Linked DNA regions of Sus scrofa: regions 1, 2 and 3 are each linked to region 4. The links are chromatin contacts, called in public HiChIP or PLAC-seq maps. All regions are on one chromosome and are shown on one strand. Each heading gives the region's core, a stretch centred on a gene start, on an enhancer-like site or on the middle of the called end of the contact. The rest is flanking DNA. Distances are from core to core; before and after follow the strand shown.

Region 1 (2,735 bases), core at 175-2,674, 160 kb before region 4:
AACGACTACGCTTCGTAACACAAACTTCCAAACGCCCTTTCCTCCTGGGTGTTGTCCAACACGCATCTTTTGGTCATTTATTACTTAGTGTTCACGGTACTTGCAAATACGTTTGGGACCACTGGGCCTGGCTCAACCGTGAACATAACTGTGAACAACTGTGAGCACCAACGTGACCACCACAGCGCACTGAGCAAGGTCACGTGAAGGTGAGTGTGAAGAGGGGGTCTTGGATTTCTCCACAGCATCTTCTGACCCAGGAAGAAGGGCTCCCCTGGAGGGCAATCAGGTGCCTGCCTGATGACCTGAGGGCTATTCTGGCAGTTTCACACTTTCCACAGGGGAAACAAGCCTCCTGTGAGCCTGAAATTCTGCCTGGAGGCTCAGCATTGTGGAGACCTCCTGAGACACCCTGTGGAACCAGTTCTAGAGTAATTCATTTATGCCCCAGGACGCCCGGGCCTGTAGGGAAAGCACACACAAGTTCTCTGAGCCTACGGCACTGTCACACACATGATGGCTTTGTACGAACACAGGTGGCAGGGACACAACACTCACCGGGCCGCACAGACTGCACCAGAACGATGCGATCCCCACTGACTGTGAAGCCAAAGCCATGCTGGTCCTTTTGGATGATGACACAGCGTTGAACAAGACCTGGTGAGAGGTAAGAAGGAGAAAGAAGGGGTTGGGTAGGAACTGTCATTGCAAAGTTAGTGCACACGAGCCAAGACCAACCCAGGAAAAACCCGGTGCGTTTCTTCTTCCAAGAAGCCTTTCCAGACTGAACCAGATTCCCCAGACCTATCTATCCTGTCCAAACACACTACTGCACTGCATGCTTTTCTCAGTGATCGACAAAACCCTCTCATCAACTTTGTATTCTATACAAGAAATTCCCTTCTCTGAGGCGCTGAGATGTCTGTCTCTCTTGTGTGTCTGTTTTTTTAGGTCTGTTTGGATGAGACTGACCAAAGAAGGAGCATAGCCAACTCCAGGCTGAAGACTAATATCACAGGGAGTTCCCACTGTGGCTCAGCAGGTTAGGAATCTACTGACATTGTCTCTATGAGGATGCAGGTTCAGTCCCTGGCCTCGTTCAGTGGGTTAAGGATTCAGGGTTGCCACAAGCTGCAGCGCTGGCCCCAGATGTGGCTCAGATTTGTTGGCTGTGGCTTAGGCTTCAGCTGCAGCTCCAATTCAATCCCTAGCCTAGGCACTTCCATATGCCACAGGTGCAGCCATTAAAAAAGAGAAAACAAAAAACAAAAAACTAATATTACAGAGAAACAGCCCTGTGATTGAAGCCTAAATGAGACTGGAAGTTTTCCATCAAATTATGTCCAATGAATTCAGCAGGAGGGACACCAGTGCTTGTTGACTCTCTGAGAAGTTGGCTAAGTCATGTGGGGTGACTCAGGGCTGGCCCCTTGCCAAATCCAGGGAAGGATAAATGACAAGAGAAAACCCCTTCTGTCACATGTACAACCATATGCAGACCGTAGGAAAAAAGAAAGAAAGGCTAGGAGTTCCTGTTGTGGTGCAGCAGAAACGAATCCGACCAGTGTCTGGGAGGATATGGGTTTGATCCCTGGCCTCGCTCAGTGAGTCAGGGATCCAGCATTGTCCTTGAGCTGTGGTGCAGGTTGCAGATGGGCTCAGATCCTGCGTTGCTGTGGCTATGGTGTAGGCTGGCGGCTACAGCTCTGATTCGACCCCTAGCCTGGGAACTTCCTTATGCCATGGGTGCGGCCCTAAAAAGCAAAAAAGAAAAAGAAAAATAACTGTAACTCCCAACGGTCTCCATCCCTGTGGGTGTGTACGCGACATCGTGCGTGTATGTAGGTATATATGTGTGACTGTTTCCCGTAACGGATAAAGCACGAGTTCTAGAATTAAGCCCCTTCTGGTTTCAGGTCCTGGTTTTGTCTCCGACAAGCTTGCACACTTGGTAAATTTCTTAACCCATCTGGGTCTCAGCTTCCTCATCTATAAAATAGGGATAATAAAAGTCCGCTTTCTACCATTGATAAAAGGACTGAAGCGGGCAATTTGTACAAAACATATAACACGATACGAGTTCAATATAAAGGTTAAGCTGTTTAACATCTGCGCTCTGCAGATCTATGTGGGCTAACACGCCTGTGTCCATGTGTTAATGCCTGAGAAGGTGCTTACCTGCTGTCTCAGAGGTGTCAGAGGGTTGGCGGTGGTGGGAAGGGGACTTGCGTTCGGGTGCTGAATCTCCCAAAGACAGGCTACTTAACCTGGAGAAAGAGCAAGAAAAGCACATCAGTGAACTGGGCAGAGAGCGACCAGCCTTGCAGGAGAAGGAAGCTCTGTGAAAAGGGGCCCTAGGTCTTGGGTAACGAGAGACTGACCCTCTCACCCTGTAACCCGCTCAATCTAGTGGGAGATGAGCCACATCTACCCCACTGGCAATACCACCTATCTGGACTCCTAGGCTGGCAGGGCAAGCATGATCTCTTTAATACCCAGCAAGGCGTGAAGGGAAATAGCCCATCCTGGAGTCAGGAGACAAAGAGACAATAGCAAGAACAGGGTGTGCACAAATACACACGCTTGGTGGGTCTTACCAGGCTGCAATGGGGCTGATGGAACAGAACGGAGGCAGCAGAGAAAATGAATGCGAGAAAAAGACAGGAGAAAAACAAACAGCTAGTTAGTTTTAGGCGATGATTTGCAAGGAGGGGGAGACTGCAAGGGTGGGTCAA
Region 2 (2,700 bases), core at 93-2,592, 200 kb before region 4:
AGAATATATTAATCACTTAATTGTATGCATATGGACCTTGTTGATGGGAAATAAACCTGTCTAGTTCTAAGTGCTAATAAGCCTTTTTGGGTTACTATCTATTATATGTATATATATATATATACATATAATATATAGTACATATATATATATATATTTTGCTTTTTAGGGCTGCACCTGAGGCATATGGAAGTTCCCAGGCTAGGGAGTCAAATCAGAGCTCCAGCTGCCAGCCTAAGCCATAGCCCCATAGCAAGCCAGGATCCAAGACACATCTGCGACCTACACCACAGCTCAAGGCAATGCCGGATCCTTAACCCACTGAGTGGGGCAGGGATCGAATCTGCATCATCATGGATACTAGTCAGGTTTGTTCCTGCTGAGGTTTGTTCCCACAACAGGAACTTCCTATATATTTATTTTTAATACACAGATTCTAGAAGATATCAGGTCCTCTAACATACATGGGTTAGGGTCATTGTTTTTAACTGTTGCAAAGTTAGGAGTCTAAAGAGACAGAGGTGCTACAGTGAAGGGCTTAAGTAAAGGAGATGACAGAAATTAAAATACCCCAAAGCAAAACTGTTAAAGGCTCATTATTAACTAAACAAAACAAAACCAAAAAAACCCCTCACATAACATTCAAAAATAAGGATTTTTATAATTTTTTCAATTGAAAACAAAATCTGAGGAATTCGTATGGGACATTTCAACATGTGAGGGTTTTCCTCACTGACACAGAGCCCTGGATTTTGGAGCCCCATCCATGGAAAGGTGACAATGAGGGAGAAAGGCCTCAGGCCATGGAACAGTCTCTGAGGGCCCAGAAGCTGGTCTCTGCAGGCACCTAGAGGAGCTGCTCCTGGGGGGCAGCGCCCCAGCCCCACCCACCCTGCATCAGGCAGGCAGAATCCTGTGCCCAGCGTGAGGACAGGAACCCCTGGGCAGGGCTTTGTGCCACAGGGAGCTTCTACAGCAATGGAGGTGCATATAAGAGCAATGGGGTGAGGAAAGGGAAGGAAGAAGGAGAGCCAGGGCAGGAGGAGACGAAGAAGGAGAGGAGAAGGGCAGACAGGACTTGGGAAATGGAAACTCAATGCTAATGCAAAGAAAAACCCAAAGAAAATGGTCCTTTTACCTTCCACAGGGGACAAGGGAATATGAAATGCTAAAAGAAAACAAACAAAAACAAAAGTAAACCATGAAAAGTCGAATTAATGTTTCAAGAGTCAAAATAAAAATTATATCAAGCAGGAAAATGAAAGGTAGTGGCAAAAATCAGGGCTGAGCTAGCGAGTCCCCGCCTTCCCCCACTTCCTCCAAGGCAGCAATTTCCGGAAAGGCAGCTGGCCCCGGGCCATCGCCCTTCCCGGGTTCCCAACACTAATTCTGGGGTCTTAAGATAGTGACTGGGAGGGCCAGCAGCAACGTTCAGAGATGACACACAGCTGGGAAGAATGGGTGACAAGCTCAATGGAGGTCTGGTTACCAATGGCATGAGGGGAACCTCTGGGGCCCCAACCTGCCCCCTTTCTACCTAATTCTGCTAAACAGTAATTGAAACTCACTATCAAGGGCCCATCCTAACACACAGGCCCTCAGGACAGACCAATCCCAGGGATGAAGGCGAAGCAGGCACTGACTGTCAATAGGGCAATCTTGCCCAGGGGGAAAGTTCCTCTTCATGGCTGCTCAGTACCTACAACCGGCTTTGAGTTTCTAGACCCATGGACTGGCTCGGCCTCCTTGGCTCTGCAGCAGTTACCTGTACCTCAGGCGCCTGTGCTGGGGGTGGCGAAGGGAGAAGACAGGAGCGCTGAGGGCAGGCTGCGATCTCGGAGTCTGGGCCTGTGGCTCCCAGATGCACAGGAAGACCCTCTGCCCATGAATTGGCCTGTGAAGGAGCTGGGATCCCCGCCCAGTGCCTTCTCCCCAAATACTCACTGCTCTGGGAAGAGCCTTTGGGCTTCCCGATGTACTTGAGGATTGGGTTTCGCTTCTTGTCCTCCAAGGCATCCTTTTCTTTCTTGGAATTGCTGCTCTGCTGAGACAAAAGACGCTAGGGTTTGGAGAAGGTCCCAGTACCCTAACTTGGCCATGGATCCCCCTGTCACTGCCCCAATGACGGGCCCTAAACAAGTAACTGGAAGACAGACTCATGCCTGTACCCAGGACCAGCACATGTGCTTCTGGCCTGGGGCTGGAGGAAGGGAGAGCATGGCTCTAGCCTGGGGATTCTCAATGACTCCACGTCCAAAGGCAGCTAGACCCCAGTTTGCCTCAGTGCAGGGGGCCACACCCAGAGATGCAGGGGGCCACACCCAGAGATGGCTGCTTTCTGGGGCAGCTCTGTCACCTTCTTGGTCTTCGGGAAGAAGGGTAGCCACTTGTCCTTGTCAGGAGCAGACTGGGCCTTTTCAGCTGCGTTGGAAGGTCGTGTTTCTCGAAGGCGGATCCCCGCATGGCTCATGTAGGTGTTGAGGGCGAAGTCCATGGGGGCACTGCGAGAGGAACGGGGGTGAGAAAGCTCAGCAGGTGGCAGAGCCCGAACTCTGCTGCACAAAATCTCGCCACCACCCGGTGGGTGGCGAAGAGCCAGGGTGTTCGGAAGGACGCCTGGGATATTCAAATGGGACAGCAGGCAGAAGCCAGCAAAAGTCTTGGCTGTCATGACTTCTAGAAGTTGTGTTCTTTTCCTAC
Region 3 (2,700 bases), core at 4-2,503, 140 kb after region 4:
AGCTTCAGACTCCTGTTGTCATATCATAATCCACCCTCTTAGGGCCTGGCCACGTGACTCCCCCCACCCCCCAGCCCCCTGTTTACATCAACCCTCTGGACCCAGAGTCATCTGACCAGAAGCGGTCATGGAAGGAGTCATCTCTTTCCTTCTCAGTCCTGTTTGCTTCCCTCCCCAATGCAGAGACCCCCCCACCCCAACTTTACATGAATCTCTAGATACATGTGAGGAGTGACCTGGAGACAACCTAGGCAGGCAATGGGCTCACTTCTACTCATTTTGTCCTTCTGCCTTGCACTATCATGCTCTTGGTAAAATTCTATGTATGAGAAGCTTATTTTTGCTCTTTTTAAATTAACTCCAAGGCTTTCGCCATGTCTAACATCCCTAGAGCACTCACACGCAGACTCAGGAGCCTGAATCTTACATCACGCTGGACTGGTCTTCAGCTTACACCTGCCTTGGGCTCCATCAGGAAGAGACCCTGGCCGTAGGCGCCTAAGCTACATCTTATCCTATTCCTGCAGCCCCTCCCCTCCTGCTGGCCGTGTGTGCTCTACCTGTACCCTGCAGGTCATCCTGAGCTCCTTCTCCAAGGTGTCTTCTTGCTTTATTTCAGTTTTCACATGTTCTGTTCTGTTCTTCTTGATGAAAGAAAATGCTTCTTAAGGGCCTCTGTATTGTAGCACATACAACCTGCACTGAAATGACTTCTGCTTCTATCTTCCCACTATAGTTTGGGTTCCTTCAGGACAATGACTTTGTCTCCTACCTTTACATCCCAATGGTGCTGCACACAGTAGGCACTCACGGCATGTGCGTGTTTTTTGAATGGTGACCTTATGTTGGAAGACACCCTTCCAGGAAATCTATGACAGTTTGGTCTTCAGCCACCAGGTGGCACTAGTGCCCAGGTGCTGCTGGTGGGCAGAGAAGGAGGATGTTTTGAAGGGAGGCTTAGATGCTGGTTGCGGGTGGTGCTGGTGGGTGGTGAAGTCTTTCTCTTTTCTCTCCCAGATTGCCTTGGTCTTCTCAGAGCTTTTCTTACAAAATACCATAGATTGGATGGCTTAAACAACAGGGATTTATTTTCTTATTCTGGAGTTTGTGAAGTCCAAGATCAAGTCTCGTCTGTGTCACTTCCTGGTGAGGGCTCTCTTCCTGCTTGCTGTCTCCCTGTTGTCTCCTTACAGAGTGAGGAAGGAATGCTCTCGTATCTCTTCCTCTCCTTTAAGGGCACTAATACCATCATGGGGCTCTATCTTCACGACCTCACCTGAAAGTAACCACCTCCTAATACCGCTACATTTGGGGTTAGGACTTTCACACAGAAATTTTGTGGGGACAAAATATTCAGACCTTAACACTGACCACAGGGACAACAGGTGTGGTTGGAACTAGATCCAGGAGGGGGTGGCAGGTTGATTGGTAGAGCATCAGTTCAGATGTAAAGACATGGTCCAGGATTTAGCAATTAGTGGCCAAGTCCCTGGGCAATATGAGCCCAGGTCGGAAGTCAACAGTGGATTCCCATGGAGGAGAGTCCATGTTTGTGATTACGATGGCACGAAATACTCTAGGCTGTGATTTGGTTCCACGTGGGAGGTGGTACAGGACTAGAAGTGAAGGGGATACCATTGGGAAAGGGGGACCCTTGAGGATTCTATGTCTCAGATCTGAGCTCTTGATCCAGATAAGAAACTTCTTAGGTGGAACAGCCTCAGAGAAGGGGAGGCTGTGCCCTGCCCCTTAAGACAAGACTCTGAGAAGTGAAGGTGGATTGCTTGGGGTGTGGGTGGGAGATGAGACTCAGGGGTTTTCCTGGGGCTGGGGTTCATTTGGGGAGGAGGGGGGAAACACCCAGCTCTGGAGAGGCTATTCTGATACTTGGAAGTGGAGTCGGCTTTGAAGGATGGTGAGAAGACCCCAAGTCAGCGGCAAACCCTGCTTTCCCAATTAGGTCTCTGTCTCCCTTTCCATCCTCACTCCTTTGCCTCTCTGAGCTCAGGTTTTTGTTTTGTTGTTTATTTCTGCAGAATGTTGATAGTCTCCTTCCTGCTTCTCTGAGCAGTTTGGAAACAGCCTGAGAGGAAGGATGTATAGCACTTTGGAACTTGTACCAGGCGTTTTCTGCCTGGTTCTCATCTTGAGTGCTCACAGCTGGGCACCTGCCTTCCCTGTTGTGTGACCCTGAGGGTGTCACCCAGCCTCCCTGAACCTCCAATTTCTCATGAGCCCAATGAGGTTGTTAACAGGACAGAGCTCATCAAGTTACAGCAAAGCTCAAACAAAATAATGTATCACTCAGTGCCTAACATAAATATTCATTAAATAACACCTATTTGAAGACAGTCTAACATTTTATTATTTTAATTTTCAAAAAAAAAATTGTGACACAAACCAGTTTTCCTTATGTTCTTTTTGGAAAATAATCCTGATGACAAAGATCACGTAATATACATATGATTAAAAATTTAGACAAATGGGAGTTCCCATTGTGGCTCAGCAGTAACGAACCTGACTAGTAAGCACGAGGATGTGGGTTTGATTCCTGATCTCACTCAGTGGGTTAAGGATCCAGCGTTGCCATGAGCTGTGGTGTAGGTCGAAGACAAGGCTGGGATTCTGCATTCTTGTGGCTGTGCTGTGGCTGTGGCTGTGGTGTAGGCTGGCAGCTGTAGCTCCGATTCAACCCCTAGT
Region 4 (2,700 bases), core at 44-2,543:
AGGGTGGACCTGCTGGCCGAGAACAGGAAGTTGGGAGATTGGATGGCTTGGGGTTGAAAAGAAAGTGGAAGAGGAGATGCAAAGGTCAGGTTTAGGCAGGTGGTGATAGAGGCATGAGGACACTGGAACTAGGATTCCGTGCTGTGAAAAATCCACTGGCAGCTCCCCCACCCCCTCTCCACACGGACTGGCTTGTGACCTGACGTCAAAGTCCCTGCCCTGGACTTGTTACTAATGGGAGACCTGAGACACACCCAGGAAACCACAGTGCTTAGAACACTTACACAGCCACCTTTCAGCACCCAGAAGAGAAAAGGGTGTCTGGTCATTGTGGCGGCGATGAGGAGCCCTGGAGTGAGGGGGTGGGGAGAGGTCCGTCTAGGAGAGCTTCCTGGAGGAGGAGGAGGAGGAGGAGGAGGAGGCTCAGCCTTGGTCAGGAAGGGCAGCTAGCTGCAAAGAGGGAGACAGAATGTGGGGTGGGGGTGCTCACTGAGGAAAGAGGAGGCTTCCCGTCCTTGGCTGGGATTCTGGACCCGGTCCCCTAAGCCGTCAGCGGGAGTGCTGGAGAAGAGACACATCACAGCTGTTGTGAGGGGGCTCGGAACGAGATCTCTAGGGAGACAGGACAAGAATAACTCTTCTAATGCCCAGCACCATCCCATGCTCGCTGCCTTCTCTCCTGCGGAGGCTTTGCTTTCTGCCACGTGGACACCCCTCACTCTCACTCCCTCTTTTGCTTTCCCCAGCTTTCCACCCCAGCAGACTGTGGGGAGGCGGGACCACCACGTCCCAGCGTGTGGGGGAGAGGGGGCTTTGCCAGCGGTCTCCTCCCTCCCCTCAGCCCATCACGATTCCTTCCTCCTGGTCCTGCGGAGGTGCCGTCTGTGTCTCCCGGCCCCCAGCCCGCTCCCTCCACTGTGCCCCCAGCCCTCACCCTCTCCCCTGAGCAGAACGGCAGTGATAAACCTGCTACCCACGAAGTCTTCACTTCCTGAGGTTGAACGAGGTCACCTCTCTCCCTCTAGGGCTTGGGCCCTGCTCCCTGGTGTCTTCCCAGCCCCCCTCCTTGGCATGCCCATCCCCTCTGCTGTCCCGAGGGCTCTGCAGCAACCTGGCCTGGCCTGGCCTGGTGGGGTTGGGAGTCCTGGCGGGGTTGGGAGTCCTGGCGGGGCTGGGAGTCCTGGCGGGGCTGACAGTCCTGGCGGGAGGGGAAGCTCAGTTTCTGGGATTTCCCCGGCCTCCGGCCAGCAGGAAGTCGGCCTGGGAGAGAGAGGGGAAACCTTATTCTTGGCTCCCAGCCAGCTGCTAAGCATGACCAAAGTTCAGGGGAGGAGCCTCTTTCCCTGGTCAGCTGGGGACTCCCACTGACCTCTGCTATTCAGGTTTGGGGGTTTAGGCCTCAGAGGCCCAGACAGCAGTGTGAGAGGAGGGCCAAGAGGGCCAGGGAGGCGCTGGATGCTGTGGCTGAGAGAGCCTGGGGGCTCACCCCACCTGCACACCCCATCCTGGCCTTCCCTGTCCCTTGGCTCCTGGGGCAGTGGGGTGGGGGCCGTGTGGTCGTCTCCTCTCCCTGATGCGTGTATGCCAGGTGGATGTGGCCTGGGCACGGAGCCCCGATAAGGGGCCGCAGCAGCACCGCCCTCCCCAGCCCTGCAGGACCCCATGTGGCCCAGAGCAGAGTGGGCGAGTGTGCAGGGTCCACCCATCTCATGCTGACACATCCAGGGATTGGGGGCAGGAAAGGAGGGAACCTGGAATCATTTCTGCTGATGCCTCAATTTTGCCCTCTCCAGGGCTGCTGCAGCTGGAAGGTGATAAACCCTGCGAGTGGGGCCGTGGGGGACCTGCCTCCTTTCCCAGTGGCTCTGAGCGGGGGTTAAGGTCTCCCTCTCCTCTCCCAATCTCGCCTCTGCCCATACTCCCTGGTTGCCCTGTTCCCTGGCTCCAAATGAGCCCCTGGGGACCCCCTCAGCAGCAAACACAACAGGGAAAGAGCAAGAGCCGGCCCACGGGGAGCAGGGCAGACAACACTGTGACTGTGCACATTCTGCACCCCCGCCCCCCCGCCCTCAGGGCCCCCCCCCACCTCCCACTCCTCCACCCTCCAAACCCGGGTGGGGGCCCTTTCAGAGCTCTTGGGGCTGGGCTGTCCCACCCGACTTCAGCTTTGGCAGAGGACAGAGAGAGAGAGACAGAGAAAGAGAGACAGAGACACAGAGAGAAACAGAGACAGAGAGAGAGAGGGAGAGAGAAACAGAGACAGAGAGACAGAGGAAGGAAGAGAGAGAGAGCTATAACAAGAGGGCAAACATGTGTGGGAAAGAGCCACTGTGCAGGCTGGGGTTGGTGTCAGCCGGGTTGGGCGGCCCTGGGGAGCCAAGATCTGGGAGTTTCCAAGGATGGAGGAAAACGCTAGGCCATCGCCCCCTGGTGGATAGTGTTGCAGCTGCAGCCACCCAGAGCCAGGTTCTGCGGCTGTGGCCACCTGGGCGGTCTTTCCTGGACATTTGGAGATGGAGCGGAGAGCACAGCCCTGCACAAGACCCAGGCAAGGTCTGCACTAGAAAGAGTTGGGCTTGAGAACTGTACAGGAACCAAGTTCTATTCCAATGCCCACTCACCCTGTCCACCTCATTTTCTCAGTGGTCCAGCAAGTGGTGGGTTACCACCCAGTCTTTGAGGCCCCTTCTGGCTCAGGCA

What was found. HiChIP or PLAC-seq counts read pairs in DNA pulled down with a chosen protein or histone mark.
Region 1: a contact with region 4 is called in an H3K27ac HiChIP or PLAC-seq map of alveolar macrophages. The contact joins two enhancer-like sites. A contact is called at or near these places in 1 of 47 Hi-C or Micro-C datasets (embryonic fibroblasts) and 1 of 2 datasets of contacts at active chromatin or transcription factors (alveolar macrophages).
Region 2: an H3K27ac HiChIP or PLAC-seq map of alveolar macrophages shows a contact between it and region 4. The contact joins two enhancer-like sites.
Region 3: an H3K27ac HiChIP or PLAC-seq map of alveolar macrophages shows a contact between it and region 4. The contact joins two enhancer-like sites. A contact is called at or near these places in 1 of 47 Hi-C or Micro-C datasets (alveolar macrophages) and 1 of 2 datasets of contacts at active chromatin or transcription factors (alveolar macrophages).

Annotation. Positions count from the first base shown.
Region 1 is chr4:93,105,545-93,108,279 of Sscrofa11.1, reverse strand. It overlaps ARHGEF11 (rho guanine nucleotide exchange factor 11), which reads right to left. Exons shown (of 42, transcript XM_021089647.1): 3 at 2,598-2,612; 4 at 2,179-2,267; 5 at 559-657. Among named protein-coding and RNA genes, the nearest start is that of ARHGEF11, 61 kb to the right of the region's middle. Within about 2 kb of position 1,424, at least 2 of the 83 cell types and tissues checked have an H3K27ac peak or open chromatin away from gene starts, as enhancers often do. A contact at or near this core is called in alveolar macrophages, where this site is marked.
Region 2 is chr4:93,137,688-93,140,387 of Sscrofa11.1, reverse strand. It overlaps ARHGEF11 (rho guanine nucleotide exchange factor 11), which reads right to left. Exons shown (of 42, transcript XM_021089647.1): 21 at 2,357-2,501; 22 at 1,945-2,044; 23 at 1,139-1,168. Among named protein-coding and RNA genes, the nearest start is that of LRRC71, 37 kb to the left of the region's middle. Within about 2 kb of position 1,342, at least 4 of the 83 cell types and tissues checked have an H3K27ac peak or open chromatin away from gene starts, as enhancers often do. A contact at or near this core is called in alveolar macrophages, where this site is marked.
Region 3 is chr4:92,801,679-92,804,378 of Sscrofa11.1, reverse strand. No RefSeq gene overlaps it. Among named protein-coding and RNA genes, the nearest start is that of ETV3, 160 kb to the left of the region's middle. Within about 2 kb of position 1,253, at least 17 of the 83 cell types and tissues checked have an H3K27ac peak or open chromatin away from gene starts, as enhancers often do. A contact at or near this core is called in alveolar macrophages, where this site is marked.
Region 4 is chr4:92,941,269-92,943,968 of Sscrofa11.1, reverse strand. No RefSeq gene overlaps it. Among named protein-coding and RNA genes, the nearest start is that of ETV3, 22 kb to the left of the region's middle. Within about 2 kb of position 1,293, at least 47 of the 83 cell types and tissues checked have an H3K27ac peak or open chromatin away from gene starts, as enhancers often do. A contact at or near this core is called in alveolar macrophages, where this site is marked.